Regions from separate parts of the Mus musculus genome. Here all the other regions are linked to region 2. Evidence: chromatin contacts called from public HiChIP or PLAC-seq, Micro-C and promoter capture Hi-C data. All regions are on one chromosome and are shown on one strand. The core of a region is the stretch at or near the end of the contact, and the rest is flanking DNA. Distances in the headings are between cores, read along the strand shown.

Region 1 (5,991 bases), core at 3,045-5,544, 700 kb after region 2:
TTTTGTGGCATTTCTGTTCCTGGTACAGACCTGGGAAGGCCAAAGTGTACACAGCTCAGTATCTGAGTTTGGCTGGCTGGCCTTTTCCTCCAGTGAGCACTCTTATTACATTCTTTGATGACAACAGCTACCATCCAGGCCACTACCTCTACTTTAATGATTACAGCTAAACACTCAGCCTGCATAGTTTTGCTACCACCAGGGTTTCAGCCAGAGAATTCTGGAGTGAGGGGAAACATGGAAGGAAAGTACTTCTTTGACACAGGGCCACTCTGTCTGGGGCCTAAGGAACACGAAAGAGAAATGGGAGTTGCCTAGCAAAGTCCACCAAGCTGGATTTCCAAGGACAGGCAAGAGTTCTTGGGGTTGAATGGGATTTTCTAGGGAGCACTTAGAAGCTGGGGGCTTCCTGCTAAAATGAGTCCTTTACAAAGAGGTCTTCCATGGAAGGAGTTGGAAAACCCAAAACAAGGAGGTAAGGGGGAGGGGCATGCTGGAGAGCAGGCATGTGCTGTTTTTCTGGTGATCCCGAGTCTGGTTCCCAGCACCCATATTAGGGAGTTCACAGCAGCCTGTAACTCCATCCCCAAGGGATCAACTCTTCTGGCCTCTGTCAGGACCCACAAACACATCACAGACATATACAAAGTTTTTAAAAGCTTAAAAAAGAAAGCAAGGAACCAATACCCTCCTCTGCGACTTCTTTGCAGAGTTCCGATAGGAAGACTAGGGCAGTAAGCTTGTGCCTGTCAACAAATAAACTGGGACTCCAGAAGGGTCTGTTTCAGGAATTTAGAAAGGACCCTGGAGAGAAGGGGTGGAAGGCAGGCGTTGAGAATCTCTGGAGATGAGGCTGGGGCCAGTTTAGATGCCCAGAGATTCTCTTCCAGGTAGACTCACACATCCTGAAGTGTCTCCAAACCACCCAGGACAAGGAGTGTCTGCACCGTGGAGACGTGTGCATGCAGGGTCTAGCCCCACATTCCAGGCACTGTTGTGCAGATATCCTCATGGGATGAGTCTACTCTGCTGATGAAGACCAGAGCTCAGAGAAGACAAGCCCAGCTTCGGGCCATAAAGCCATTGTAAAGCCAGGGGTAGAGCCAAGGTCTATGGATCCTCAAAGCTATAGTTAGATATGATGCCTTTCTAAAATGACAGCTTCTTCAAGCAAAAACAAACAGGACTCTAGCATTAGATCATCAGACACAGCTATAGAGATGATAGAAAGCTCTGTAGGAGATGTAGAGTGTGAGAGAGAGTGGTGTGTGTGTGTGTGTGTGTGTGTGTGTGTGAGAGAGAGAGAGAGAGAGAGAGAGAGAGAGAGAGAGAGAGAAGGGAGGGAGAGAGAAGGGAGGGAGAGAGAAGGGAGGGAGAGAGAAGGGAGGGAGAGAGAAGGGCAAAGAGGGAGTGGTGGTGATAGTGTGTGTAAGACAGACAGACAGACAGACAGACAGACAGGAAAAAAGGGAGTGGTGATGGTGGTGATGGTGTGTGGGGGGGGGGCCCGGAAAGGGAGATGAAATGTGTGTGGGTGGGTGGGGTTATCCCAGGCTATATAAAGAGCAAGGGTGGAGCCAGGGCTGAGGTCAGTGGGGAGGGACATGGCTTGGTTGGGCAAGAAACCTAGGCCAAAGTTTGGAGGACACAAAGCCAAGTCCAAGAGCTTCCACCCACCTGGAAAGCTTATGACACAGTGCAGTCACCCCACAATGGTGGGAAGGAATGCAGGATAGAGACTGTGCCTCTGGGCAAGAGTGAGGGAATCTGTAGCAGCCAGTACCATGGTAGAGGGAGGAAGAGAGTGTCTTCTTCCTCGATGTAAAAATTGAGATGTCCTCTGGAGCAGACAGACAGTGCAGGGAGGAAATGGGGAAGAGAAGAGGGATGGGTGGGGTAGGATGGGAGGAGGATGAAGAGGATGAAGAGAGGGTGAGTAGGCTGGACGTCTTTGAGATGCCACTTGGAAGATATGGACAGAGAATCCCTCCTGTAGCTGGTCCTCCATACTGTCCAAGGCTACATCTAAATTTTGGACTCAGTTTATAGGCTGGGCACCCCTGCCCCTTAGGCCTGCCTGCCTCGGGATTGGGGACATCAGTCAGCTTCTCCCTGAACCCTCAGCATAGAAGCAGGAGATGTTCCCCATCTCTCTAGCCTCTTGTTGCTCTAATTTTATGATTGTATGAAAATAAGGTTCCCAAATTGCCTTTAATTAGCTTTAATAAGACAGCCTTTTTGCTAATTAAAACGATTATTAAGAAACCATTTATTGAGAATAAACACAGTGGTTAGGACCTGTGAGAATTCTGAACTCAACAACAGTAGCCAATACCAAGTCCCTGCAAAGCAGCCAGGTCACCTGACTGCCTGCTGACCTTGAACAGGGTGCTTCTCAGGCTGAGGTCCAGTGGTGCCACCTTCTTCCCTTTGCAGGACTGTCAGACACCTTAGGATGGGTAAAACAGGTCCGCAGAAGTTAGCACCCAGCTTTTTCTGGGCTCTGCTTGATCGGATAGCTACTTGAACTGTAGTGAACTGTGCTGAGTCACTAACCACCGAGAGCTTACATCCCAGCGGTAAAGAGGGAACGTGGTCCTGGGTGGTGGCCCCAGGGGCCCAAGCCCCCTTGAAAGTGTTCGAAGGCATGGGGAACACATTCTGAGAACCCGGCCCTGTGGATGACACGGAGCTTCGAGATGACATAGCCGGACGGCTGATCTCAATCACTCTCCTCCCTGTGGGGAGACGCTCAGCCAGTCTGCAGTAGAGTTCATCGATGCCTGGCTCCCGCCAGGAGCAAGCGTGCAGCCAAGTGACCGCGGAGGCGCTGAGGTGCACATCGGTTCTGGAGCCCAGGTTCCCGCCACAGCGCTTCCTCTGCCTGCTTCTCACCCTCCAGGGACCACCCAGCTGCCACAGCTGCGAGAGGCCTATGGAGGGCTCGCCCTTTTGTCCAAACCCCATGGCAAGATGGGATTTGGAGGGGACCGGGACACGCGAAGAGGGGGTCACCGAGGTAGAGCGCAAGGGGCCGAGCGTATCTGGGCCCTGTCCGCTTTTCGAGTTGCGAGTTGCGGGTCCTGCTGAGCCTTGACTTCCTTTTACAGTCCCCACAGGAGACCTCCAGGGGCCTCGGAGGCCTGGCAGTAGTCTAAACACAGCGATTTGTTTTTTATCTGTCTATCCATCTGTCTGCCTATAGTTCAGTTGAGCTTTCCCATCTTTCTTCCCATGGGCTTTTAGCAATAAGCGAGGTGAGGCTGTCCAGTCGAAAGCTTGCAACAGAAGCATTAAGCAGGAATGTGTCCTTGACCCTCTGAGCCAGGGGAGACGAAGGCCAAGCTCTAAAGCCTCAAACTCGAGGGCTCCCGGTAGGGCCCTGGCCTCTCGCTCTGGTCCTTGGTCGGGGTCAGGGCGCGCCCTGGGGTGTCCAGCCCGGGACAGATAGAACCAGTGCTGACGCTTCTGTCAACTGTTGGAGGCCTAGGCCAAGCCAAAAAGGTCTGGAGTATAGAGTGAGGCCTGGCCCGGGGAAAGTTCCCCTGGTAGTTCCGAGGTGTGGACCCGGCTGAGAACAGGCGATGAAAGTTAAAAGGACTGTGGTTTCAAAGAAGGCCAATCTGGACGCTAGGATGCTGAGCGCGTGAGTGCCCAACCTCTGCAGGTGAACTGAGGCAGGGGCATCAGCATCCCAGGCCTGGGGACGCAGTCCCAGGCAGGCGCGCACCCGCATGCACGCACATGCACACGGCGTCACCGACATACGCCTGCACCCACTGTCTGTGCCTCGCGAGGCCTGCTGCCCCGGTGCACGACAGCCGGCGACCGCGCGCTCCTCCAGCCCCGGGCGCTCTGCAGAGCCCCCGCCCGGCCGCGCGGCGCTCGCTCCGGCTCTTTGTTATGTTAATTCCCTTCCCAGCTGGTGCCAGCTGCCTGCACAATGGGCGCCCGGAGCCCCGCCAGCCCTCGCCAGCCCGTGAGTGGGGGCGGGGAGGACCGTGCACCCTATGTGGATGGGGCGGGCTAGTCCCGCTGAGTGAACGCTGCGGGGCGAGCAGCACCTCCCCCCATGCCGGCGAAACCGCGCTTCTGAGGCCTGCGGAGCGAGCTCTGATGCTTTCCAGTCGCCGGGACTGCCTGCCCTCTAGGTGCCAGGGCTGGATGGAAAGTAAAAGGCTTCTGGGCGGCTCCAGACCCGTGAGGATGAAAGAGGACAGCCGCTTCCAGACCACACAGCTAATCCCGCCATAAACCTCGAGTAAATACCGGGAGAGAAGGAGCAGGCCCGCTACAGATGTGGAGTGCAGCCTCCGGGGATCCCCAAATTAAAACCCGGGCAGGAGAGGCACTTGGACCACCACCAAATGACACTAATTGGGTTATGGGACCATAATCTTAGCTGGTAAGAAAAAAATCCAGTTACAGTCACAGCTGCAAGGACTGTCTTCATAAAGCTGCAGAGGGAACGCGGGCTTTTTTTTATTACGCATAAACATGAGGAAGAGGCTCAGGGTCCCCGCCTGCATGGTGCGGAGAGGCGAAGGACTTTTGTGCCGGGAGCAGCAGCGCTACATGCCTGGCTGGCTCCGGGTGTGCAGGGCTAATGGGCTGGGAGTGGATGGGGTAATGTATTGAGCTGGGGAGCAAATCTGCCTGCAGGAATGTAGTTCCAGGATAGGAGAACAGTCATGGGCAGTGCGAGCGCGTGCAGGCGCGCGCGCACCCTTCCCCCCTCCCCCTACACACTTGGTGGGGAGAACAGATTAAACGATACTAGAATGACTGAGTTAAGCTTAGATCTATAATAACTGGAGTTGTAAGCCGGGCAGTGATGGCGCACGCCTTTAATCCCAGCACTTGGGAGGCAGAGGCAGGCGGATTTCTGAGTTCGAGGCCAGCTTGGTCCACAGAGTGAGTTCTAGGATGGCCAGGGCTACACAGAGAAACCCTGTCTCAAAACAAAACAAAAAAATAGTAGTAGTAGTAGTAGTAATAATAATAATAATAACTGGAATTGTGAATGAATTCTTACAACTTCCATGTCAAGAAACACTCACATGGACAAATGATCGGGGTTGCTTTAGGATTCTTCAGTGACAATTTCCAACAGCGACCCATGCCACCCTCATTGTGTATAGCCATCTTGTCTAAAGCCAGTGAAGGTCAGGCTGCCTGCAGGCTCTTACTGGTTTGAATTATAGCCATGGAAAAATAGATCTTTTTTTCCTTCAGCTGTTGGTTTTTCAAACTGTGAGAAGCAAGAGTTTGGAGCTGGCCAGCCTGGTGTCCCTGGGCAAGCTAAGAGTTTCCTTTATCTGGCATCCTCAATCACTGGCTTCGGTCACCCTTAGGAGCCACACAAGGAAGGAAAAGACAGCAGACCCTCATCTGAGACTCCAGTCACCCTTGGCCCCCAGATGCACATAGCCTCCAGGTGTGCCAAAGTGGCCAAGAGGTAGAAGGTTGACAAGGTGCAACATTTAGTCAGAGGTCTTCCTGAACCACCTATGGGCCTGTAAGGTTACTCCAAGAAACCCACTGGTTCAACAAGCTGGACGATTCCTGGGAGGAATCGTTTCCTTGGCTTGTTGATAGACAGGCATATCTCTAGGACTCTCTGGGAAAACCTGCCACTGACTGACTGGTGTTCTGGCTCCTCCATGACTCTCAGTGGATACAAATTGCAGGTATTCCTAGAGTCTCATTCCTGGGGCTGGTGGTACAGCGGGAGATCTCTCTTGATTCTGAGACGTCCCAGGGTTACCGTGATGTAGCACTGGAGACTCCAGCATTAAACTCCGGTGGTTGCTTTCCCAGTTCCCTCCAGTTACAGGGCCTCTGTTTTTTTGCTCTCAAGCCCTACCAATCATCAAGCCCCAAGAGAGGTATGCCTCACCTAGGGAAAATTATTCAGCTGAGAAACAAAGAGGTGAAATGTGATTTTTTGAATGGCATACCACTATCCTGAAGTCATCAGTTGGGCTGAGT
Region 2 (5,676 bases), core at 2,670-5,169:
AGTTCGAAAGTCAAAAACAATAGTATTCATGTATTTTATAAAATGGATACTATCACATCAATGTTTATATATAAATAAATTTAAAATAAATAAGATAATTTTATTTCAAAGCATTAATATTTTAATACACCAAAGATTACATTCTTTATCCCTTATTTAACTAAGCAACACATAAGAAATGCCAGCTTTAAAATATGTCACTTTTTGTCTCTTCAAGCTTCTTTTATAGGTCTGCAAATCACTGCTTCAAATGTATTTCCACTTAACCCTGTGATGGTCTAACAATATCTCCCTTTTACGAACGAGAAAACAAGTCTGAAGAAGTCAGATAGTTCATACCAGAGAAACTTGAAGGCTTATGGTCACCAATCATAGCTACTCCTCCGGGGTCAGCACAGTTAGGCAGCAAATACAAGAACACCTTAACAACCGGTTTACAACTGACAACCACCAGAACTAGTTAACAACTGATTTTCAAGAGAAATCCAGTCAGTAAATCATAAGGACGTCAGCATGGCCATGTAAGGGGAACAGCCCCTAAACCACAAACCCATTTACACTGAAGACGACAATCAGAAATCCAGGGAGTAAATCCTAAGGATACCAGCATGGCCACGGAAGGTAAATGGCCAAGCTCCCAGAACTCCAACAAAACCCTCCACTTTTCCAGCTTGATAATGGTTAGCCATTTGTCCTGGGTTTCTGAGACCTAACAGTAAGTCATTCTCCATGTGTGTAAGTTCTACCATCAACATCATTTCTTCTAAAACACTCTTACTTTTTCTACTTTCTCAGAATAGTCTTAGGACCTAAGGAAATTTTCTTCCAAGTGCCTTACATCTAATACTACAGTGAATAATTTCCATACAAATAGTGCTTTATTAGGGATGAGGTGGGTAGGGGTACACATCTTTAACCCTAGCACTCAGGAGGTAGAGGCAAGTGGATCAGAGTTCAAGGGTCAGGCTAGTCTACCTAGGACAGCCCCAGGACAGGCAAGGTTATGTAGAAGGACCTTGTCTCGAAAACAAAACAGAAAGGGGTGGGGGGTTATGAAGGAGAAAAGGAGAGCTTATTATTTCTCAATTTTTATTATTAGCTAATTTTCCTTTTCTTCTATTATCTTTTCCCAATTAATGCTTAAATTTTCATCTAATTATACTAGCTCAACATGAAATAAAACTTTCGAAAAATAGTACAACACTTAGACTAAACCAGCAGCAACAGGCACACGAAGCACAGTGCTTCCTTCAGTGATTCATGTGAATGGCAAATGCTTTTCACTGTATCCGTGGACGACACTGCTAATCAGAAGTAAGTGCATCTAAGGAACGTTAGGTTTATCCCTATTCTATTGATTACAGTCAGAGTAAATAAATTGGAAATTTTAATTCAAAGCTAATAATACTAATTGGGGTTTTGTCACCTCTCACAAACATTCTAGGTAGCTGGAACAAGCAAAACTGATAAAAATAATCAGTTAGGTTAGTTAACCAAACAATGTCACCTAAGACCACCTAAATAGATTAACTATTTTTCCTAGTTTAAAATTGTTGCATGAACTGTATTTTAAAATGACAAATGCTAAAACACATACAAGCCCCTAACCAACTGCACATAGCTAGGAGACAAATATTGACCGAGATCTACCTAATGGGGCAAAAGATAGGTGTGCTTATGACATAATTCGGCTGCTGGGTTCCATCGGGAAATGACTTCAGCAATATTTTAAAAAATTGAGTAGCAACGAGAGCTCCAAATCGTTCTTCATAATTATGAAATCTAATCTTTACTGAGTAACTGCCATATGCCTAGTCATTTAATCCTGGCAAGAATTCCATGCAATGGTTTTTTACAGCTAGGAAAATTGAAGCTCAGAGAAGGCCAGTGACTTGCTCAGAAGACAAAAACAAGAGAGCTGGGAATTAAATGCAGCCTATCCTTCAGTGAACATGTCTTCTTTCCGATGTCAAACTAAGCCCTGAAGCACAGCCATAAAGTGAAGGAACCCACCTACTAGCTAGCTATGCCAACAAGAAAAATACGACTACAAGAAGCCCACCACGGCACACACCGATAGTCTTCTAATAAAATATCCCAACAGCTGTGTCGCTTTGAAGGTAACCCCCAAATCTGATGAGCACTCTGGTATCATGTACTGAAGGAAACTGTCCTAATTATGCTTGTAACGGTTACCCTTCTCCTTTCAGAGAGGGGATACTACCTACTTGGTAAGTCCTAATGGGGAGAAGGATGGAAGCCCCCTAGCATACCTAAACTAAACGGACATGACTGCTTTCCTTGTGAAATTACAAGTGAGTCCTCTGCAACACCAACTACAACTCCAGCGTCGGACTCGGGCAGTGCGGTTAAGAATGAGCTCTAGACAAAAACTGACTGCAGGAAAAGTGGGAGGGCAGTTCAGGCAGGGAAGGGCAGAGCCCACCCAGTGGCAAGTCTGGCTGGGTTAGAGCAGCCGAGCACTCCAGGCCCAGAGGCTCCAGCAAGGGCGCCTCCATATGCGGAACTCTCGCCCAATCCCTGAGCAGCCTGACATCCCGTGACAGCCGGGGAGCCTGTTTGGAGAAAAGTAGAGAGGGAGCCCGCAAGCTGCGCTGGCGGAGGGCGCTGGAACCTGGCTGTTCCGGAGAAAATGTCTCCTTGGCAGCTGCTGCCGCTGTCCTGTGGTCTGGCTTCCCCGGGCTGGGTCGGCGCGCGGGGAGGGGTTGGGGGCGACCGGGGCGGTGTCGGGCACGGGCGTTTCCCCGCCCAGGTCCACACCGCCTCGGCAGAAAGAAAAACCAGGATCCCGTGTGCGCCGGGGTCGCAGGGCTCGCCCTTGGCTCGGGCTAATGACAGCAGGCGGTTGCCAAGCGTGGCCCTGCGGAGCCTGGCTGAGCCCCGGGTTCCCAGGGCGGGTCGGAGTGGCATCTGACCTGGGGTAGGTTCATGCACACACAGATCGCACGCCCTCTCCTGCAGCCCTTGGTTTTGCAGTCCCCACGCCCCGGGCCTCGGACCCGCGACCTCCGTGCGAAGCCACCAGCGTGCAAGTGCCGCGGGAGGGAACCATGTTCACCTTGCCATGCACACATCTACCCCCACGCCCTGTGTCACTGCCCAGCCGAGCCTGCCAGCCTCCCCGCCCGCGATGCCCTGCCCTGCCCTGCCCTGCCCTGGCCTCTCCTGGTGCGCCCCACACTCAACACCACGTAACTCCCTCCCATCCCGACGCCGGCCACCCCAGAGCAAGCCTGGGGGAAAAAAAAAGAGAGAGAGAGATGGGGTTTTCCTGTGAGCAAATATATCTACCTGGATCGAATTCAGGGATCCGAGCTTGGTATTCAGCTCCGACTCTCATCCCAACATCTGCAAAGCAATGCCAAGATATATGGTAAAATGGTAATAAATAAGGAGAGGAGAGGGGAAGGGCAAGGCAGAGACTCTCCAGCCGCGGGAGCGCGGGCGAGGCCGTGGCCGGGTGGGGGCGGGGAGGCGCGGGTCGCGGGCTGCGGCGGCACCGGGAGTTCCGGCGGCCGCGGCTCGGCTCCGAGGGGGAGGAGGGCGCGGGGAAGGGGGCCGGGCGGACGGGCGGGGGCGGGGAGCGCGGCGAGGTACCCCCGTGCTCGTCGTCGCTGCTGCAGCCGCTCTCGGGCTCCGAGAAGTGCAGCCCGCCGTTGGCCGAGGAGCCGCCGCCTCCCGCCGGGCTCTTGGCGCCGCCGTTGGCCGATCGGCTCTTCCCCAGTAACTCGGGCCCTTTCTCCATCATGCCGGGCATGGTAGAGGAGGGGGAGAGGTGGCGTCAGGGAAGGGGGAGACGGCTGGCGGGCGCGGGCGGGAGCGCGGAGGAGGAGGAGGAGGTGTTAATATGGAGCCGCCATCACCGCCCCGGTCGAGCCGTAGCGCAGTCGCCCCACACCGGCCCGCCCCGGCCCCGCCTCCCTCCCCTCCCCCGCCGCCGCCGCCCCGCGCCGTGCCACCCGGCCGAGCGCCCCTCGTGGCCGCGCGCTCCTCACTGGGCGGCCGCGATCACTCCGCCCTAGGGAGGTTCCGGCCGCGGGGCGGAGAGACCAGAGGGCCGGGACCCCGCGCGTCCCCAGCCGGCCGGTTCCCGGGCGCTCGAGGGCCGGGAGACGATGTGGAGGCCCCGGAGGCGGCATGGAGGGCGGGGAGGCGGCCTCTGCCCTGTCTCAGCTGAAGGAATTTGGCCTGCTGAGGCGGGGCCGCGGGGCGGGAGCTGCTCCCGTGACCGGGAACCCGGGATGGCGGTCTCAGGAGCTGCTCCGGTGAGGAGCGGCGGGGATGGCGGCCTTTGACAGGAGCTATGAGGATGGCGGCCTTGGACCGGAGCAGCTCCGGTGACGCGGGCAGGGGTTGGCGGCCTCAGACAGGAGCTGCTCCCGCGAGGTGCGCCCCGGGGTAGGAGCTGGGTCCTCCGGTTGGAGGCAGGATCGGTTCACTCCGGAATGAGACCGGCCCTAAAGACCTGGCGAGGCAGCTCCTCTCTGCTGTGAGGTCCGAGAGGGACTGAAAGGGCAGTATTTCCACTTGGCTCTTTCCCTTTTGCTGTCTAAGAAGCGAATGCCACGAGTGGGGAAATAAATAACCGAACTCTACCTTCCCCGGGCCAGTGCTATCTGGGTCGACACTGCCTGGGGTGGTGGCTCAGAGCAATTCTGGAGAGGGTGGAGAGAGAAGTGCTCTGCAGAGAGGTGCTGCTGCTGCAGAGAAAGGTGAGGCCAGCTGCCTTCTGGCAGTTTGCACCCAGTTGAAGATTGGCTGGACTGTATTTCTTCCCCAGATTTAAGGATATTTGCTTATGACATACTGTCTGGGCAAGGAGGACGATTTGTGTCTCAGGAGTAAAGGGGGGGGGGAGTTGCTTAATATACAGATGTGTGTCCTGCAGAATTTGGGGGTAACAGTAAAATTACCTTGAAGGTTAAAACTGTTCTTTGGAATTCTGTTACTGAGAAATAACAGACCTACTCAAGAATTCAGCCAAGAAAACTCTGGGATACAAGAATTAGGCCGGTCATCTGTCTAAAGGAGGGAGTATTTTGTCCGGGTGGAGAAACAGTACTGGTACTGGAAATAGTTGATTTTTAGCTCTATATGTGTCCATTAATTTTTGAACCACAACTCAACCTCCCCTCCCGTTTTATTTTTTGAGACAGGATTTCTATGTGTACTTCTGGCTGTCCTGGAACTCACAGAGATCCGCTTGCCTCTGTCTTCTGAGTGCTGGGAGTAAAGAGCTGCACCACCACACCTAGCATCGGTTCCTTTTTTTAAAAAACACATTGCTGAAGGATATTTTAAGTCTGATTTTTATTTTCTGCAAGGAGAAATGTTATGGACAACTGAAATGATATTTTATTTTTTACATTCCAACCTCTAATGAACACGACTCATCTCAGCCCTGTCACATCAGCTCCTTTGATCCTGGAGTACAAAAGCTAGAGCCTATAAAAAGAAAATTCAAGAAAAAAAAAAACCACAAAACAAAATAGAGGCCTCTTAATAGATACACTTTTTAACTCTGAAATAGTGCTGATTCACTTTTCTGTAGAAAAGAATCTGCGTCTAGATTAGGGATCAAAAGTTTCAAGGGCTTTTGGGACTATTTTGATTAGTAGAATCTTGGCAGTAAAATGATTCTACTGGAATATTTAG
Region 3 (5,550 bases), core at 1,679-4,178, 560 kb after region 2:
GCACTGATAACCGTCTCATCGCTGGTTTTAAACCTCATTCAGTATCTACTTCCAGAGGGTTGAGGGTCACTCAGTAACCTCTGGGAGATCGTTATAGACCTCTCCCATCTGCCATGGCCTTAACAAACAGGTGCCCCACCAGCTTTCTGCTCTGCTCCTGACTAAATTCCTCTTAGACTCAGGAAGCGGGAGACAGTCTTGGGTTGCAGCCCAGAAACATCAGAGTGAAGTTGGATAGCAGACATCACAACTTCACAACTTGCCTTACTTTAATAGACTGTATGCTCAGACAGGGAACACAGAACATGATAAGCCAGTTCTGGAGAGATGGCTAGGTGGGGAAAGCCACACAGGCAGGACAATCTACATTTGGTTGTCCTGCAACCCCAGCACACACAGAACAAAGCTGGGTATGGTCATGTATGTCTACAACTGTAATACATGGGAGGCAGAGGCAGGCATATCCTGAGCTGGCTAGCCAGCCAGTCTAGCTAATCAGGGATGGAGAGCAGCTAGGGAAGACACCCAACATTTACCTCTGGCCTCCACGTAAGTGAACACACACGTGCACTCACGTGCACATACACTACACAGACATACACATGTATACATACACATACACTACACAAACATACACATACACCAGACATATGTGCACACCAACACACAACATAGAAAACCTCCCAGTGAGGAAGGGACATTCTGCAAATGGCACAAAGATAATCAGCAGCTTTGTTCTTCTTCAATTAAAAAGCCTCTCCTGAGACTTGCCCTGGCCACCATGTCTCAGATGTTCACTTGGATTCTGAAACCTGGCTGTTTTAACATAAAAAGACCCAGCGCTTCTAAGTATAGCTAGCAAACTGGGAAGAAACTTGTTGCCTGCCAATTAGGAAGCTGATTTCAAAATCAGAGTAGGCTACATAGTAACACCTTGTCTCAATAACAAAACAACAAAACCAAACACAGGACTGGGCAGACCCTGTAAGTAAGAGCACCTCTACAGGAGGACCCAGGTTCAGGTCCCAGAACCCACATCAAGCAGCTTGCACAGAAAGAGGTTACAAACACCAGTAACTCCAGTCCCAGGGATCCGGTGCCCCTCCCCCACCCTGGCCTCTTTGGTCATCAGTGTGCACACAGAGCACATAAATTCACATAGGCACACAGATACACATGAGCATTTGCTTAAATCAATAAGCCTACAAAAACTCAAGGAACTTCCCAGTCTTGCATGCTACAGAAGTTAGAATGGGAGCCCAAAGCAGCCCTAGAGGAGAAGCTATTCGTTTGTTGGTTGGTTGTTCTTGCCAAGGGCCCCTGTACATGCCCTTCAGATCCTCATTCCTCCGAGGAGTCACACATTGGAGCCTCCACCGAGCAACCATCTGTTCTGATGATGACAATGTTTTCTCCATCTTTGTGGCTCACATAAATTGAGGATCTTTCTTGGGCAAAACTAAGTTAAGGGATCTGAAGAGATGGCTCATCAGTTCAAAGTGCAGATTGCTCTTCAAGAGGACATAAATTTGGTTCCCCGTACTCACACCACATAGGTCACAACTATCTGTAAGTCCAGCCTCACTCTATCCAGTGCCAGGTATCTTCTTGCCTCCAAGGGCACCTGCACTCTTGTACACATAACTATACACAGACAGACAGACACACACACACACTTAAAATGTAAAAAAAAAAAAAAATTAAAATTTTGATTAAATAAAACAAAAACAGACAGCCATTCTGTTTCACTCTATGAAACACAGAGGCTTTGTGGCAACCAGTGACCTATGGACAAGGAAACTGCCCAGGTCACCATGGTTACCACTCTAGCTGACCCTGTAGAAGCCCCCAGGAAATGTCCTTTCCAGTACATTAGTGCAGATGGTCACAACAGAGAGGCAGAGGAACCATGCAGGCTTCCCACCAGATGTCTGTGACATGTTCCCAAATCACCCCTGGTCCCACCATTGGCTGAGGAAGTGACCTTTCTGAGACAGTCATATTATAACAGCTTCCAGTGAGGTTCATCTTAACAAAAGCTACTTCCCAGCCCTGAGAAGAGCCCCTTTGCCAGCATTCCCCAGTCCTGCCATTAAAAAATCCAGCCTGGAGCTTAATTAAATAATGAAGGAAATATAAGGGAACTGCTTAGCAGTCCCTCAATAACTAGAAGAAACCCCATAAAGCAAGCTGGAACTCAACTAAACTGTGCATAAAGAAGCCAGGTGATTCCACAAGTACCCACATAGCTACATTGCATGCTGCCTGGGTCCTGCAGAGGAGCTCCTCTGGATACGGTGACATTCACTACATTCACCTGCTACGTTCTACCTTGGGTCTCATGTCTACAGCTCTGAGCAAGGCCAGAACTAAAGAGAAACAAGCAAGGGGCCAAAGAGCAAGTTTTAAGTAGGCACCGACATCCCCTTGCTGAGTTGGTGTCCCTCTTCCAACCCCCACAGCCCTAAGCTTCCTCCAGGAGGGGGTCTGCAATTACAGAAGCAATCCTGACCCTTGCTTCACACTGGACATGCTCAGAAAAACATCGAAGCAAACAAGTCCTTTTGGAAAACAGCTATCAGAAATGACAAGGGACTTGGGGGATCTTTAGGAACAAAACTTCCAGGCCAATCTTAAGTTTGTGGGACAAAAGCAGAAAAAGTGAAAAAACTCCCGAGAAAGATCAGTCACAAGCCATCGCCCAAAACCTCACACGGGAATAACACATATTGAGGGCTGACGTCTGGAAACATTTGCTGTGACTTGCCTCATCTTCAAAAGAACTTCTGTAGACAGATTATACACCCTCTTATTATTATTACTGAAAAAATAGGAAGACTGGACCAGACGGGCTGAGATGAGTGTATGGCATCGAGTGCTGCCCTGGGCTATTACACTCGTCTTTAGTTAACAGTGTGACTCACACAGTCGTCTTCAAAGAAAGCAGAGTAAGGAGGACCTCGCGGCATGTCTGTGGTGATGTTTGTCAACTCGACCACATCCTGGTTCATCTAGGAGATAAGCCTGCAGGCACACTATCTTCAATAAGCTAACTGGGGTGGGAAGACCCACTCTAAAAGGAGGTGACTCCATTCCTTGGGTTGGATCCTGGATTGCATAAAAAGGAAAAAGCCAGCTGAGTACCAGCATGCACTGCTGTCTGCCTCATGGTTGCGGATATAATGTGACCAGCTGCCTCCCAAGCTCCGCCCCTAAGACTTCCCGCCATGATAGAATTTACACTCAGACAGTGAACTGAAATTAAGCCTTTTCCCATAAATTGCTTTGGCCAGGGTCTTTTATCACAGCCATGGCATAAGTGACTAATATACTGCCCCTAGTAAGAAACCACTCCTGACATAGTCCTGTGTGTGGGGGCAAACAGTCTCTCTTGCCTCACTTACTTCTGTAGCCTGACAACGTTGAGGGTCAGAAAGCAAGACTGCCATCATATTAGCAAGAAAGGGAATACGTAGTTCCAAACGTGTTTCAGTGAAGGGGAAGAACAGTAGCCAAACTCTTCAAAGCCAGCCAAGCCCATCAGACACACCCCAAAGACGTAAGCAAACCATGAGACTGACCTCCACATCCCGGTAAAACTGAACATGGTGCTCACGCAGCGGGGAAGAGGTGGTGGCGTGAGTCCATCCAGGCGCATGAGCAGAGCCGGGACACCAAAGAGCACCAGGTACTTCACATAGAAGAAGAGCACTTGGGCCAGCGCCAGTCCTCCTGCAAAGCAAGGGGACCTGTCAGCCACTGCAGTGTAAGACAGAAGGCTCCTGGGACTGCCCTGCTTCTCCACCAGTCTCCTCACCTTCCAGTCTCCGGCATTTGCACTTGGTCCCTAGTTGGTCCTGTTTGGGGAAGGTTGGGGCATGCAGCCTCACTGGGGGAAGTCTTATAAGAAAATCGATGTTCTCCATCTTATAGAAAATCAATGTTCTCTCCTTGAGCTGAAATCCCAGAACACAAGCTATATCTACACTAAAGACTCTACAAGACCCACGGATCAGCTGTGGCAGAGCCATTGGAGACTTAGAACCCTGCTGATCCAGAGCCAGACTGCTTTACTATACCATAGTCCCAGAAGTATCCATTCATTGTCCACCGCCATAAAATGTGGGGGATATAACTAATCAGACCACTAGCTTCCACAACCTAAAAAGCTCACACTGCCATCAGATGGCGTCTGAGACCACAGCAGAGATTTTTCTGGTTTGATATAACCTGACTTCCTGATGTCCCCAGAAACATTTACAGGAAACCTCTTGATCTGTGGCTTTTGTGTGTTCTGTGACTTTAAGAGTGGCTTGCTTTCCATGAGGTGCAAGACTGCCGTTAGACCACATACCCCGCTGAGGTGGCATTCCTAAGACCCTCCTATAACAGTGAGGTCAGCACTGACATCTGCCACCAGTGCCTTGTGCTTGTCCTTTAGAAGACAGCTGGTCAGCTGCACCAAAAATTCTGTAGTATCTTCTGTGCAACAGGAGATATTCTATATGCCACATGAACACGCTGTCGCGGTCTCGCTGGGGCTTCCAGCCATATTAGCTTTTAAAGCAGATGGACAGTCTGAAGTGATCTTCCAGGAAGCTCAAGGAAGGTGAAAACAGCACCCCAAGTCTTTTCTGGGGTTGTGTGTTGTTCCCATGGAGGATCCATGGGCACCTCTTGAGCTTATGTCGCATGCAAGTCCCATTCAGCTTTCTTCCCAATTATGAGACACCAGGAGTCTCTACAGAGTCTTGTGTGTCTTATGTATTCATTCATTCATTTCTTATTAAGCACTTGTGTGAGTGTATGTGAGTGTGTGTGAATGTGTAAGTGTGCGTGAGAGAGAGCATATGTGAGTGTGTGACTATGTAGAATGTGTGAGTGTATGTGTGTGAGTGTTTATGTGTATAAGTATGTGTGTGGGAGTATGTATGAGTGTGAGAGTGTGTCTATGTAAGTGTGTGAGAGGGTATTGTGAGTGTATGTGTGTGTGAGTGTGTGTATATATGAGAGTATGTTAAACGGGTATGAGTGAGAGAGAGAGAGAGAGAGAGAGAGAGAGAGAGAGAGAGCATGTGTGTCCATTTTAGGTTAACCTTGAATGTCTTTTCTCATGCACCATCCTTGTGGGTTTTGTTTTACACTTAATTTATTCATTTGCATGTATGTGTGTCTGTGTATGTATATGGAGGTCAGAGAGCAACTTGCAGGCGTCAGTTTTCTGGGATTGAACTCAGGTCACTGGGTTAGATAGCAAGTATCTTTACCCATGAGCCATCTCCTTCCCCCCCCCCCCCGCCACACCCCCCAGGTTTCTCTGTGTGGCCTTGGCTGTCCTGGAACTCACTTTGTAGACCAGGCTGGCCTCAAACTCAGAAATCCACCTGCCTCTGCCCCCCACCCCCACCCCCAAGTGCTGGGATTAAAGGAGTGCGCCACCATGCCTGGCTACCCATGAGCCATCTTGATGGTTCCACCTTGCTTTCTTTTCTTTAACTCTTTATTGATTCTTTGTGAATTCACATATTGCACCCCCATCCCACTCATCTC
Region 4 (5,803 bases), core at 782-3,281, 600 kb after region 2:
TGTGTGTGTGTGTGTGTGTGTGTGTGTGTGTGTGTATGTGTGGTGTGATCAGCTTACACTTCCAGATGATGGTTCATCACCAAAGGAAGTCAAGTCAGGAGCTAACAGAACAGGAACCTGGAGGCAGAAGCTGATGCAGAGGACATGGAAGAGCGCTGCTTACTGGATTGTTCAGCCTGCTTTCTTAAAGAATACAGGAGCACCAGCCCAGGGATGGCACCACCCACAATGAGCTGTGCCGCCCTCATTCATCACTAATACAGAAAATGCCCTTACAAGTCTTATGGAGGCATTTTCTCAATTGAGGCTCCCTCCTCTCTGATGACTCAAGCTTGTGTCAAGTTGACATTAAAAAAAAAAAAAATCAAACTAGCCACTACAATTGTGAACCACCATGTGGGTACTGGAAATAGAGCCTGGGTCTTCTGGGAAAGCAGCCAGTGCTCTTGGCTGCAGAGCCATCTCTCCGGGCCTTGTATTTACCAACAATATAACTTCTGCTCCCTTCTGAAGTGAATGAAGTCACATAGTCTCCCAAGCTAGCCTTTACTAAAGCATCCCACTAGGGATGCGCTTAGTGAGCACCGGCTGAGGTTAGCTCACTCTGAAACCTCTGTATACAATGGTTTTAGAAGATAACCTGGAGGAAGTCAACACAGGGGAGTTGAGAAAACACCCCACCCGACACGTCACTTCAGCTAATACTGTTCCTGGGCTTCCCCACTGCTAACCCTGTCTCCAGATTCACAGTTCAGGCCTCTTCACCAAAGCCAAAGGAGAAAGAGGCTTAAAACCAAATGACACATGACTCCTACCTTCTTTGTGAGTAACGTGGCCAACTGAGACACAGCCATATGGCCAATGAAGAGCCACACCAGCCTCCGCTTCCCCCATTCCATCCAGAAGTTCCACTCAAAATCAGTCGGGTCCTAGGAGGGGAGAGCAAGACATGGTATTACCAGTGGAACTGCAGCGTGTGTCAGAGAACACAAGGGGAAAAGTGCTTAGAGTCCAGACTCTGCAGATGGCATTTGCCCACTTAGAACTCCAGCCTCCCCACCCACCTTGAACTGTCCCCTCTAGCCTGGTTGTCTTCCCACCATTCTCCAAATGTACTTTTCCTTCTAACGCAGAGTCTTCATGGACACAGATTCTCTGGGATGGAACCCCATGTTCTTAGCCCATTTTGTAAATAGTGAAAAGGAGGCTGAAGGGTTTAAATTCATGTACCCAAGGTCTCAAAGTCAGCATAGTAACTGGGGTCCACTTGTCTCCAGCCCCTTGGTCACATGATCAGCAAGTTAACTGGGAAGGTCACATGGTCAGCCTGGTAAGTGGGAAGCTCACATGGTCATCATGGTAACTGGGAAGGTCACATGGTCAGCAATGTCTGGGCAGGTCACATGATCAGCATGGTAACTGGGCAGGTCACATGATCAGCATGGTAACTGAGAAGGTCACATGGTCAGTGTGGTAACTGTACAGGAAATGAACTACTTTCGTTATTAACTTGCAATAAAAGAATAATTCTGGTATGTGCCTGCGTCTTCTACTGGAGCAACTCCAGGTACCAGGGTCCATGTCTGTTATGCATGCACAAGGGCAGGTAAGTGGACATGAGGAAATTCAGCCTGAGGAGCCTCAATGATAAACAACAGCAAAGCTGAGCCCAGAAAGGACATGCAAGTGGCCGGCTGCCCACACATGCAGCATTGACAGGGAACACCTCTATGATGATCAGAGCTTCTTCTCAGCTCATGTAGGTGCACGTAGTCCATGCCTGCTAAGGGTGGACATCCTCCCTATCCTTACAAGAGGATTCAGGACCTGGACCCAGCTTGAGTGGAAGGGGAGCAAAACATTTTCTTTTTTAAATTACCCCTTGTGGTGGTTTGAATAGGAATGGCTTCCATACACCCATATGTTTGAGTGCTTGGCCCATAGAGAGTCACGCCATTAGGAGGTGTGGCCTTGTTGGAGGAGTATATCACTGTGAGGGCAGGCTTTGAGATCTCAGAAGCTCAAGCCAGTTCACTTCCTGGTGCCTGCCAATCAGCATGTAGTCCTCTCAGCTCCTTCTCCATACCACATCTGACTGTACGCTGTCATGCTTCCCACCATGATGAGAATGGACGGAACCTCTGAAACTGTAAGCCAGCTCCAATTAAATGTCTTTTATGAGAATTGCTGTAGTCGTGGTGTCTGTTTACAGCAGTAAAACTAACTAAAACATTCCTTAAGCAGCCTTTGTCTGGTATTTAGTCAGAGCAACAAGAAAAGTGACCAAGTCTCCTGTACTTCCTGCCCTTTGTTAACTATGCTGCAGTCCTGAACAAGACCTGTTCGTGACAACACTGGTTGGCAGTGGATGGGGGTGGGGAAATCCCACAAAGCTCCACCCACTCATAAAGAGCTCTAGGCAAGTAATGGCTGCTAAGAAAGAAAGAATCAGCCTTCTCCAGGTATAGGTGGTCCAATCGCAAGTGGTCAGCCATAAACACATATAAATACAAGCAATACCAAGTGGCCTCAGCACACTGTATGTACAAACACATACACACACATTCACACACACACTAACACACTCTCACAAACGCTCTCTCACACACTCATACACACACACGCTCTCACAAACATTCTCTCTCACACACATGCACACATACACATACTCTCACAAACATTCTCACATACACACACACACTCACACAACTCTCACATTCTCACATACACACACTTACACACTCACACACACTCTCACAATGTCTTTCTCACACACACATCCATACACACACACTCACACACATACTCTCACAAACATTCTCACATACACACACACACTTCACAATGTCTTTCTCACACACACACTCTCACACAATACTCTCACATTTTCACATACACACACACTCTCTCACACACTCTCACAATGTCTTTCTTACACACACACACACATACATACACACGCTCTCACAATGTCTTTCACACACACTCACACACATACTCTCACAAACATTCTCTCACACACACACACAACACTCACTCTCACACACTCATTAAAGAAGAGGTCATTGAAATTGAGAGGAATTGGGGGAGGCATGAAAGGAGCTGGAGGGAGGGAGAGAAGCTGTAAACAATGCAAATTCATTACTCATATAAGACATTCTCAAAAACTAAAATAAAAAGCCTTTTAAATATGAAAAAAATCATGACCCCCAACCTCTCTGATGAATCACAACTTTTTCAAACCTCAGCCTTCAGGAAAAACCTATCCAACAAGGTGCAGGACGAGGAGGAGTTATTGATGAGGCTAGACCTTTTCCCCTAAGTTTAAGGGTTCTATGCCATTTACCTATGAGAGCTCCTAGTGCTGGTTTTTTTTTTCTTTGTTTCTTGTAAATAAATACTTTCTGAACTGGGTGTAGTAGTGAATGCCCACAGGAATAGCTCTTGAGAAGTGAAAGTTGAGATCTGAGAGTTCAAAGGTCATCCTCAGCAACACGAGGAGTTCCGGGCTAGCCTGGGCTACAAGAGCCCCTGTCTCAAAAAGACAACAATGGGGCGTGCGCGCGCACGCGCACGCACACACACACACCAGGGACACGTCTCAGATTAGGAAAGCACTGTCTACATTTTCTCTAAAGCATTTGGAGAGAAGAGTTGTAAGTCACAAATGAGGCCAATATAAAAGTTTGGAACCATGACTCAAATTACATAATTCAAGACGACTGTGGTGTTAGCACTCATGATCCCAGCATTTAGGGGTTAGATGATCAACCCCTTGATCAAGAAGATCTAGGCAAGAGGCAAGAGGATCAGAAATTCAAGGATATCTACAGCTACAGTGGTTAATTTGAGGCCAGCCTGGGCTACATCATGAGATCCTGTCTAAAAAAAAACAAAAAAAAAAACAAAAAAAAACAAAACCCAAAAACAAAAACAAAAAAAAACAAGCAATGTAGACTCATGACTCTCCTACAAAATTTCACAATGTCAGCTCTCCAAAAATGTCATAGAGACAGTGTGTGTCCCTGTCAACACCTCCAGTCCTTTGGGAGCCACAGCCTCAAAATCCCACGCTTATATTCAGAGGATTTGGTTTCTGCTCAGAAAGCCATCCCACCTTCACAAAAGCGAGTTTAAAGTCCGACATGGCGGCACATGTTTGTGTTATAACATTTGGGAGGCTGAGGCAAAGGGGCTAACATGAGCTTGAGGCCAGCCTGGTCTAGAGCGTAAGTTCCTGTGTTTGAGACCAGCCTGGGCTAGGTAGTCAAGACACAGTCTCAGGAGGAAAAAAACTTAAAGTAGTTCCTCCAGCCTCTATACCTAAGGTGCAGCAGTTACATGATCCCATAATAGCACATGAATCATTAGGAAATCTAGGTGAGGTCTGTGGATCTGACTGCACTGGGGTTGCTCGGTTTAAAGAGTTCACTATAGTGATGCAATTCCCCATAAATTTTGATATTGTTGCAATTTCCTGTAGGTGTAGTTATTTCGAAATAAATGGGTTTTATAGAAAAGAAACAGAAGTCATAAAGTCCCCATACATTAAATACAAATGAGTTCCATGTAACTGAACCAATAAGCCCGGACCTCCGCTCCGCCCCCTAGCGGTGGCCGTGTGATTTGCCTCAAAGCCCCATGAGTCAGACTTACATTTGCATACCCATCATTCCTTTCACGTAATGCAATTTAGAAGTTTAAAATATATATGTATATTATGTGTGTGTATCTATTTCACCCATCATTTCGAGATAAAAAGACTTATTACATTGACATATAGACAAGATGCTGGGAAGCGCTGGGGCTGAAAAGTCACCGTCCACGAACTAGGAACTTCAGTTACTGGTGAGCAGAGCTTTCGCCCACTCTCAACATACTCTGGTTTCTCTTCAGATCGTACAAATCTTTCGCCTTTTACTAAAGATTTCCGTGGAGAGGAACATATCTGAGTCATTACCAATTTTTTGAGGTCTTGCTTCTTGCAAGGCTAATATTATGGTTCTAAAATAAGACAGCCAGATATAAGTTAGTTTGTACCTTTGCTGTATAATTTGTGAGTGCTGTTGGGCTCTTACCATTTTAAGAGAATAACAAAGCCCTTAGCAGCTTTTTGTCCTCGAGGTGGTTTCATTCAGCCAGTTGCCCTCACAGGTGCATGTCTTATCACATGACCTCCCACTTTCTCTTCTTAGCAAATGCACCATTAGTGGTGACATCTCTTTAAGAAACTCTCACAAGTAGCACTTTTCATTCCTGCTCCTACAGGATATTCCTCCTTCTAAGCTCTGTCTACTGCAGCTTCTCCCTGTCTCCCATAGTATGTGTGTAAATACACTTTAATGAGGCCCTCTGATTGTTCCCAACCTAAAGATTGGACGTGACCATATGAGGGACCCTACTCAAAAAGGTGTGCCTTTGAGACACTTCAAATTGAGAGCCACATCCCAGAGACAGCTGCAATTCAAACATAGAAACTAGAAAACTAAAGAGATTGGCATTCAAAGAAGGATGAAGAGATAGATGGGTGGGTGCTCAGGAGCGCTAAATATCAGATGGCCTTCAGGTGGATAAAGACGGGAGGTGGCTCCTCTGGGTGATAATGAACACAGAGCTTTTCCACCAAGGCAGGAGTGGCTTACATACATGTACCCCTGATGCGGGTCATTACCAGAACTGTCAGGAAGAAACCAGGTCCTATTGCCCTGGCAGGACCTGATGGAAGGATGGCAGCCAGGAGGGCAGGCCATGGGGCTGAGCTTGGTCCTGACAATGAAACCTGCGGTTCCTCCAAAATCTGACG
Region 5 (5,785 bases), core at 1,831-4,330, 680 kb after region 2:
TTTCCCAGTATTGTGTCATTTCCTATAACTGATGTGTTTGTAGACTTTAGACTTCGACACCATGTCGTACTTTGTACCCTGGTTAGTAATTAACAGTTTACACTATAAAACTATGCCTTTGAGCGGGAAGCACAATCATGTTCGTTGTTTTTGTAGTCATGTTGTTTTTCTATTCTATCGTGGTGAAGCTTCCTGCGGATTTTGCCCATTGCTTTGCTCGAGAGTCCCAAACAATGGATGGACAACGCCATCGAGGCAAACTGTTGGTTGCCCGATGATGGCGACATGAACTTAAACTGAATTGACTTACCTTATGTCAAAATTGCTGACCGGCTTTTGAATGAATTAAAAGCTAGAGTGGTTTTATGCTGTGATTTTTTCAACTGGAGAAAGGGTCGGAGGACCACCTCATTCACATTCTATTGGACAGCAATACCTTAAGCTCTTTTGTCTGGGACGCTTCATTCTTTCTCTGAAAGAGCACATCGTGGACAAAGTGTAAGAGGGAATCGATCCTTGCGTGGAGCAGTTGCACGTCAAAAAGACGGAAGGAGCGAACAAGACAATCCATTGGATGTTCATCAATTACCTGATTCCCAAGACCCAATCAGAATTATAGTGGGCGTGGTCTAATATCAAAGCCTATAAAGAGGCGCTGCAGGCTCTGTAGAAGCACAAAAAAGCTCTTTGAACAACACCAGCAGGAGGCTGTCATTGCCAAGAAAGAGAAAGAAGAGAGTGGAAAGAACTTCAAATTTCAACTCTTTCAGAGTTATGAGGAGACCACAGCCACACAACAGAGTTGTTTTGAGGAAAATGGACTCCAGAGTATTAAGTGGTTGTAACAGTAATAGCACACTGGTGGCTTTTATCATTGTTGTCGTCGTCGTCATCGTCGTCGTCGTTGTCGTCGTTCGTCGCTTGTTTTTTTGAGATAATATAGCCTTGGTCTAGTCTTTGCTGGTCTGGGACTTACAACATAGTCCATAGCAATCCTCCTGCCTCAGCTTCCCAAATGTTGAGATTGTAGATGTGAACTTAGACTAAATTGCTATGTTTGCTGTGCTTTTTAAGTTTCTCTTAAATGGGGTGTGATGGCATAAGCCCCAGCATTGGAGAGGTGCAGATAGGAGGGTCAAAAGTTCAAAGCATCTTAGCCTAAGATACACTCTGTTCTGTCTCAAACAAACGAACCAAACCATGTTGAGCCTCCTTAACCTGAAAATGTAAAACGTTCCAAATGGCACAAGTTTTGATTTTTTTCAACACCACACATCAAGTTGGTACTCTATCCTGGATCTTAATTGACAGGTGACAGTCAGAATGAAGAGTTAGAGGGAGGTAAGTAGACAGGAAATCCAATGTAGACTTCTTGAGATGGTGGTTTCTTGTTCCTGGAACACATCGCAAGGCTACAGGACAGGAAGGCTTGGAGGTGAGTGAACAGGTTCAAGAGAAGGAAGGGGAGAGGATTCAGGAACTCTATCAAATACCCAAGCCAACATCTGTTTAGCAGAACCCCAGCCTTAGGCCTCTCCCATCCTGAAGGAGTAAAGCTCTTGACTTTCTCTTTCTTGGCCTTGTTTCTTTCTCAGACATTCAATTCTTTGTCTTTGCATTAAACAAGCAAAACAACCCCCTAGACAGCTCCCAGTACCCTTACACGAATGCACTGCACAGGAAGCTTTCATGAAATGACCTTTAGGCTATGTGCATGAGTGTGCCTCGAATTGCTTCCCTGGGAAGTCAGATGCAATGTCTGTCCTTGCTTATAACTAAGCAGGGTATGACCCTCCAAAGCTTACCTGGAGAACCGATGGGTTTGGGGGAGTTTGTTTGCAGAGCCTGCAAGAGGCATTACTGACAGAAGTGACTCCAAGGCAGACACTCTGGAAAGGGCTTTACCCTGCATGCATGCTGGCTCCCCCAAACATGCACAGACAGCTTCAATTAGCCTCCCAGCCTGTATACCCCAGCACCCTCCTGTGCAATTAGGCCAGGATTGCATATGGCTGGAAAGAGCAGCTGTAAGGTCAGGTGAAAGTTCGTGACCCTCTCTATCCCTCCTTCTCTGAGGGAATGTCAGTTATCAACAAGCCCAATCTTGACGGACCCCTGAAGGTAGGCACAGCTTATCTGATACACACAGCAGCTGTTTTTCTCTTAGGACTGAGTTCCACAACAAAAAGGCCTGTTTGAAACAGGAATCCATTCTTTTAAACTTAGGTCCTTCCTATCCCCAAGATACCTTATTGTGTATTTGAAAATATTTCCAGGTCTGAGATCCTCAGCATTTCTGGTCCCGAGCATTTACATAAGGAGTAGCTGCTCTTTCCGTTGTTACACTGTTATTCCTCGAAAAAAGCTGGTCTTTGGTTTATATATCCACAACCTATACCCTTCCCTGCAGAGAGTAGGAGAGGTGGTAGGGAGCCAAAGCTGGAAAGGCAGGAACAGTGTCCAAAGATGCCCGCTGAGCACCAAGCTCTCTGCATGCCCCACCAGATAACCCCCCCCCCCCACCATCACCACTACTAATAGAATCAGAAAGTAACACAATCCTTGGATTCTGAATTCCTGGAGGATCCTGGCTAGGGGCTCTGGCAGCTGGCAGGAGGCCTGAGGTGGAGAGAGGTCTGATAAAGATCAAATGTGCAGGCCTGTCTACCACAGGCTGCCTCCTTAAACCCAGCCTCAGCTCTGGCCTGCAGAGGCTTCCTGTGGAGAGAACGGGGATTCAAGGCCAGAGAGCCTGAAGAATAGCAACTAATAGAACCATGTGCAGAGAAAGCCTCTGCCCCTGCTTCCAGACCCCACCTGGAGGACTCTGGGAAGAGCCCACTGGGAGGGCCTTTCCTACCAGCCACCAACCTAAGGGATTGCCTTAGGGACCCCACCATCTATCCCTTCAGGAGACCCCCCCAGATCAAAGTAGAGTGGATACAATGGTTTACCCTTGGGACAGAGAGAAGGATAGAAAACACAGGGAAAGCCCCTTTAGGTCCCCTGGCCTCTCACTTGCCAGGGCAGAAACTAAGAGCAAAAGCACAGCCAGTGTGAGATGCCCTTTGACCTTCTTGGCAGAGCATGAGTGGCTCTAGGTGGTTGGAACACCTCAAGCCCTCTTCCCACTGAGATCGGCAGCCAGTGCTACCTGGGGGATCCATGAGTCCATGGCTGCTGAGAACAGTGGTCCTCCTCCTGCAGTCTCTGCCAGTCCTGAATTATTCCATACTTAAACAGTGCTCACTCCTCATGAGCCTTTGTCAAACGACTCTTAGTCCACACATGTGTGTGCTTCTGATTTGTTTAGCACGTGTGCTTCAGCATCTACTTCATAGCCCTCTGGCTCTGTCACTCACATTGATCAGCTCCCTGTCACACCTGTAAGGCTTGTCACAGCCTTTCTGCACAAAGGAGCAGCAGGTGCTATTTCAGTGTGCCACCTTGGGACCATTTTAAACAGTGAAGTGGACCTGACTCTCAAAAATGTTAAAATATGGCACTAAGTGGCTGAAAAGAACATTTGAGAGCAGTGTGAGACTTGAGAGGAGCAGGGCCTGCCTGATTGGACCCCAGTTAGGAGAGTATGACCTGGTGCATTTCTGCCGCATGTACCCACCGATCTCTCTCTCTCTCTCTCTCTCTCTCTCACACACACACACACACACACAAGTTGTACAAAGCTCAGAAAATATTAACTTGGATTACAAACAAATATTTATTTGTAATCAATCTCATAGATACATAAAGTCCCAAATTAAAAGGTTGACTGCATGAGCCATGATTGTCTTCCTCTTCTTCTTCTTTTATTTCTTCTTCTTCTTCTTCTTCTTCTTCTTCTTCTTCTTCTTCTTCTTCTTCTTCTTCTTCTTCTTCTTCTTCTTCTTCTTCCTCTTCCTCTTCCTCTTCCTCTTCTTTTTCTTCTTCTTCATCTTCTAAGCAACGTATAGCGGTAGTGTGTGTGTGTGATTGCTATTATTCCCATTTTAAAGATTGAAAAACTGAGTTCCAGAGGGTTTTTATGATTTGTACAAAGTGACAGAGGTAACAAAAGACACTGCTGCATTTATGTGCATTTATGTGCATGGTGACATGTGCATATATGTGCCAGAGATTGATACCAGATCTTCCTTCTATCCTCTCTTTTTTCCCTCTTTCTCTTCTTAATAAATTGTTTTTAATTTTAAACAAACTTTAAGCACATAGCTTGGAGAAAACACTACCAAAGGAGACCACCTTGCATCACCCAGCCCTTATTCTGTCTGTTCATGATCCTAAGTGAACTTGTCCGGCTGTCACCATACAGCAGTATGCTCTGCCCAACTGCTTTGGGGATGCTTCTGGGGAGAGGACTTTTGTCTCTCTTTCCCCATCCCATAATAAGCTCCAAATTTCTCTAGTACAGTACAGACGTCTCCCTGTTGTTTATTTTGCAGATGCAGAGCAAGCAATTCTAAAAAAAAAAAAAAAAAAAAAAGTCCTTATTGTGTATCCAGCTGCTACTATCAGCTCACAGGCCTGATCCAGGGCAGTCATGGACGACCCGAGAGGCTCAGAACCATTATATTCAGCAGCAAGACATATATTAGACCCCTGATGTTTTCACTGTGGACACAGGAGCGATTGCCTCTGCTCCTCTTTCAAAAGAAGGTTACTTTGTGGCGGGAGACTGATCAGGACACATAGATTACAGGCCAGTCAGAGTCATGCACAGCTAAGTTTGGGGTGGCCTTTGGCTGGTCAGGTGATCTGTGAGGGCTGGAGTAGGAGCTCCTTCATGGAGATGGCCATAAGGTAGGATAGATGAAAGGTGAGAGGGAAGTCCAAGCAACTGTACGAGCAGTGCAGTGTGGCTGGACAAGAGCTGAAACCTGAAGAGAGAGCTGGGCAGCCTTTCAACGAAGCCTGAGGGTGAAGGAGATGGCAGAGTTATGGCTGTGAAGCCCCAGATACTTCAGGCAGAACATTATTACACTAAGCTTCTTTCAAATCATCCATGCTCATAAAAGTAACCCTGTAAGAACCCCATTCTCCTCTAAGTACCCCAATATATTCATTGGTTCACTGAACTAGACTAGGGTGGAATTGTTTCTTTTGTCTGTCACCAGTGCTTCCTGTGGGGTGAATAGACATTTGTTCACATCTCCCCACAAAGTAATATACCACAGACTGTTGCAAAGTCAGAGACTTAGAAGCCATCTTGAGGTGAGAACCTTTAGCAGTTTCTCCAGCTTTCTGGGAAAAAGCATATAATCTGCATTGGTAGCCAGTTATACTGTCCAAGGATGGCCACAGCTAGATGTATGTCTCCTCCCATACACTCTTTTATAGTGTTAGCGATATTTGTCCATCAAGAAGTGGAGTCTAACTTCCCATAATCCGGGCTTCAGGTCATGGCTTCTTTGTTCAAGGAATTATGACAGAGTTGACAGTCCTTGACTTCCAAGGTTAGATCATACACGGGGCACAGTTTCTATGTGGCCTTCTCTTGGGACTCTCACTCTTAGAATCAAGCAATCTTGTTGCGAGGAAACCTAGGCCACATGGACAGACCACATGGAGATGTTGCAGCCAACAACTCCAGCCAAGCTCTCAGCCAACATCAACAGCAGAAAGCTCCAGTTCCCAGCCATTGAGCCTTCCCACTGAGACGGAGGACACCACAGGGCACAGTGAACCCATCCCTGTCTGAACCCTGGTCAAAGTTCCAGCTTGTCCAAACCATACCCAACAAAGGAAGGCTGTGCTCAGTCACCAAGCCTTGAGGTAACTTATCGCTCAG

Evidence for each region. Promoter capture Hi-C pulls out the DNA fragments that hold promoters and counts their contacts. A called contact is a pair of places that touch in the nucleus more often than the background predicts. HiChIP or PLAC-seq counts read pairs in DNA pulled down with a chosen protein or histone mark.
Region 1: a contact with region 2 is called in a Micro-C map of embryonic stem cells, with 2.6 times the contacts expected there. The contact joins the promoter of A730013G03Rik here to the promoter of Rcor3 in region 2. A contact is called at or near these places in 9 of 39 promoter capture datasets (the C10 cell line, cranial neural crest, embryonic stem cells and 6 more), 3 of 484 Hi-C or Micro-C datasets (all in embryonic stem cells) and 8 of 115 datasets of contacts at active chromatin or transcription factors (astrocytes, bone marrow-derived macrophages, embryonic limb bud and 3 more).
Region 3: a contact with region 2 is called in an H3K27ac HiChIP or PLAC-seq map of T-cell acute lymphoblastic leukemia, with 5 times the contacts expected there. The contact joins the enhancer-like site here to the promoter of Rcor3 in region 2. A contact is called at or near these places in 19 of 39 promoter capture datasets (the 3T3-L1 cell line, 3T3-L1-derived adipocytes, the C10 cell line and 12 more), 1 of 484 Hi-C or Micro-C datasets (bone marrow-derived macrophages), 26 of 115 datasets of contacts at active chromatin or transcription factors (the NIH/3T3 cell line, the SCID.adh cell line, SST interneurons and 20 more) and 3 of 9 other capture datasets (adipose tissue, liver and pancreatic islet).
Region 4: a contact with region 2 is called in an H3K4me3 HiChIP or PLAC-seq map of bone marrow-derived macrophages, with 5 times the contacts expected there. The contact joins the enhancer-like site here to the promoter of Rcor3 in region 2. A contact is called at or near these places in 16 of 39 promoter capture datasets (the 3T3-L1 cell line, 3T3-L1-derived adipocytes, the C10 cell line and 11 more), 2 of 15 datasets of contacts at CTCF or cohesin (CD8 T cells and large pre-B cells), 3 of 484 Hi-C or Micro-C datasets (bone marrow-derived macrophages and embryonic stem cells), 23 of 115 datasets of contacts at active chromatin or transcription factors (the 230-238 cell line, the SCID.adh cell line, SST interneurons and 17 more) and 4 of 9 other capture datasets (adipose tissue, bone marrow-derived macrophages, liver and 1 more).
Region 5: a promoter capture Hi-C map of liver shows a contact between it and region 2, with 2.1 times the contacts expected there. The contact joins the enhancer-like site here to the promoter of Rcor3 in region 2. A contact is called at or near these places in 2 of 39 promoter capture datasets (hematopoietic stem and progenitor cells and liver) and 4 of 115 datasets of contacts at active chromatin or transcription factors (embryonic stem cells, large pre-B cells and stem cell-derived neural progenitor cells).

Annotation. Positions count from the first base shown.
Region 1 is chr1:192,830,919-192,836,909 of GRCm38.p6, forward strand. It overlaps A730013G03Rik (RIKEN cDNA A730013G03 gene), which reads right to left and starts at 4,295. Exons shown (of 1, transcript NR_155503.1): 1 at 2,201-4,295.
Region 2 is chr1:192,134,121-192,139,796 of GRCm38.p6, forward strand. It overlaps Rcor3 (REST corepressor 3), which reads right to left and starts at 3,920. Exons shown (of 12, transcript NM_001346740.1): 1 at 3,619-3,920; 2 at 3,313-3,369. The coding sequence starts at 3,778. It overlaps Gm10516 (predicted gene 10516), which reads left to right and starts at 2,778. Exons shown (of 4, transcript NR_033536.1): 1 at 2,778-2,941.
Region 3 is chr1:192,690,218-192,695,767 of GRCm38.p6, forward strand. Hhat (hedgehog acyltransferase) reads right to left here. Exons shown (of 12, transcript NM_144881.4): 8 at 3,582-3,732. Among named protein-coding and RNA genes, the nearest start is that of Gm22265, 53 kb to the right of the region's middle. Within about 2 kb of position 2,929, at least 24 of the 459 cell types and tissues checked have an H3K27ac peak or open chromatin away from gene starts, as enhancers often do. A contact at or near this core is called in T-cell acute lymphoblastic leukemia and effector CD8 T cells, where this site is marked.
Region 4 is chr1:192,740,695-192,746,497 of GRCm38.p6, forward strand. Hhat (hedgehog acyltransferase) reads right to left here. Exons shown (of 12, transcript NM_144881.4): 4 at 816-929. Gm22265 (a small nuclear RNA gene) reads left to right here and starts at 4,877; the gene lies at 4,877-4,992. Within about 2 kb of position 2,032, at least 15 of the 459 cell types and tissues checked have an H3K27ac peak or open chromatin away from gene starts, as enhancers often do. A contact at or near this core is called in the SCID.adh cell line, bone marrow-derived macrophages and trophoblast stem cells, where this site is marked.
Region 5 is chr1:192,812,906-192,818,690 of GRCm38.p6, forward strand. No RefSeq gene overlaps it. Among named protein-coding and RNA genes, the nearest start is that of A730013G03Rik, 19 kb to the right of the region's middle. Within about 2 kb of position 3,081, at least 29 of the 459 cell types and tissues checked have an H3K27ac peak or open chromatin away from gene starts, as enhancers often do. A contact at or near this core is called in liver, where this site is marked.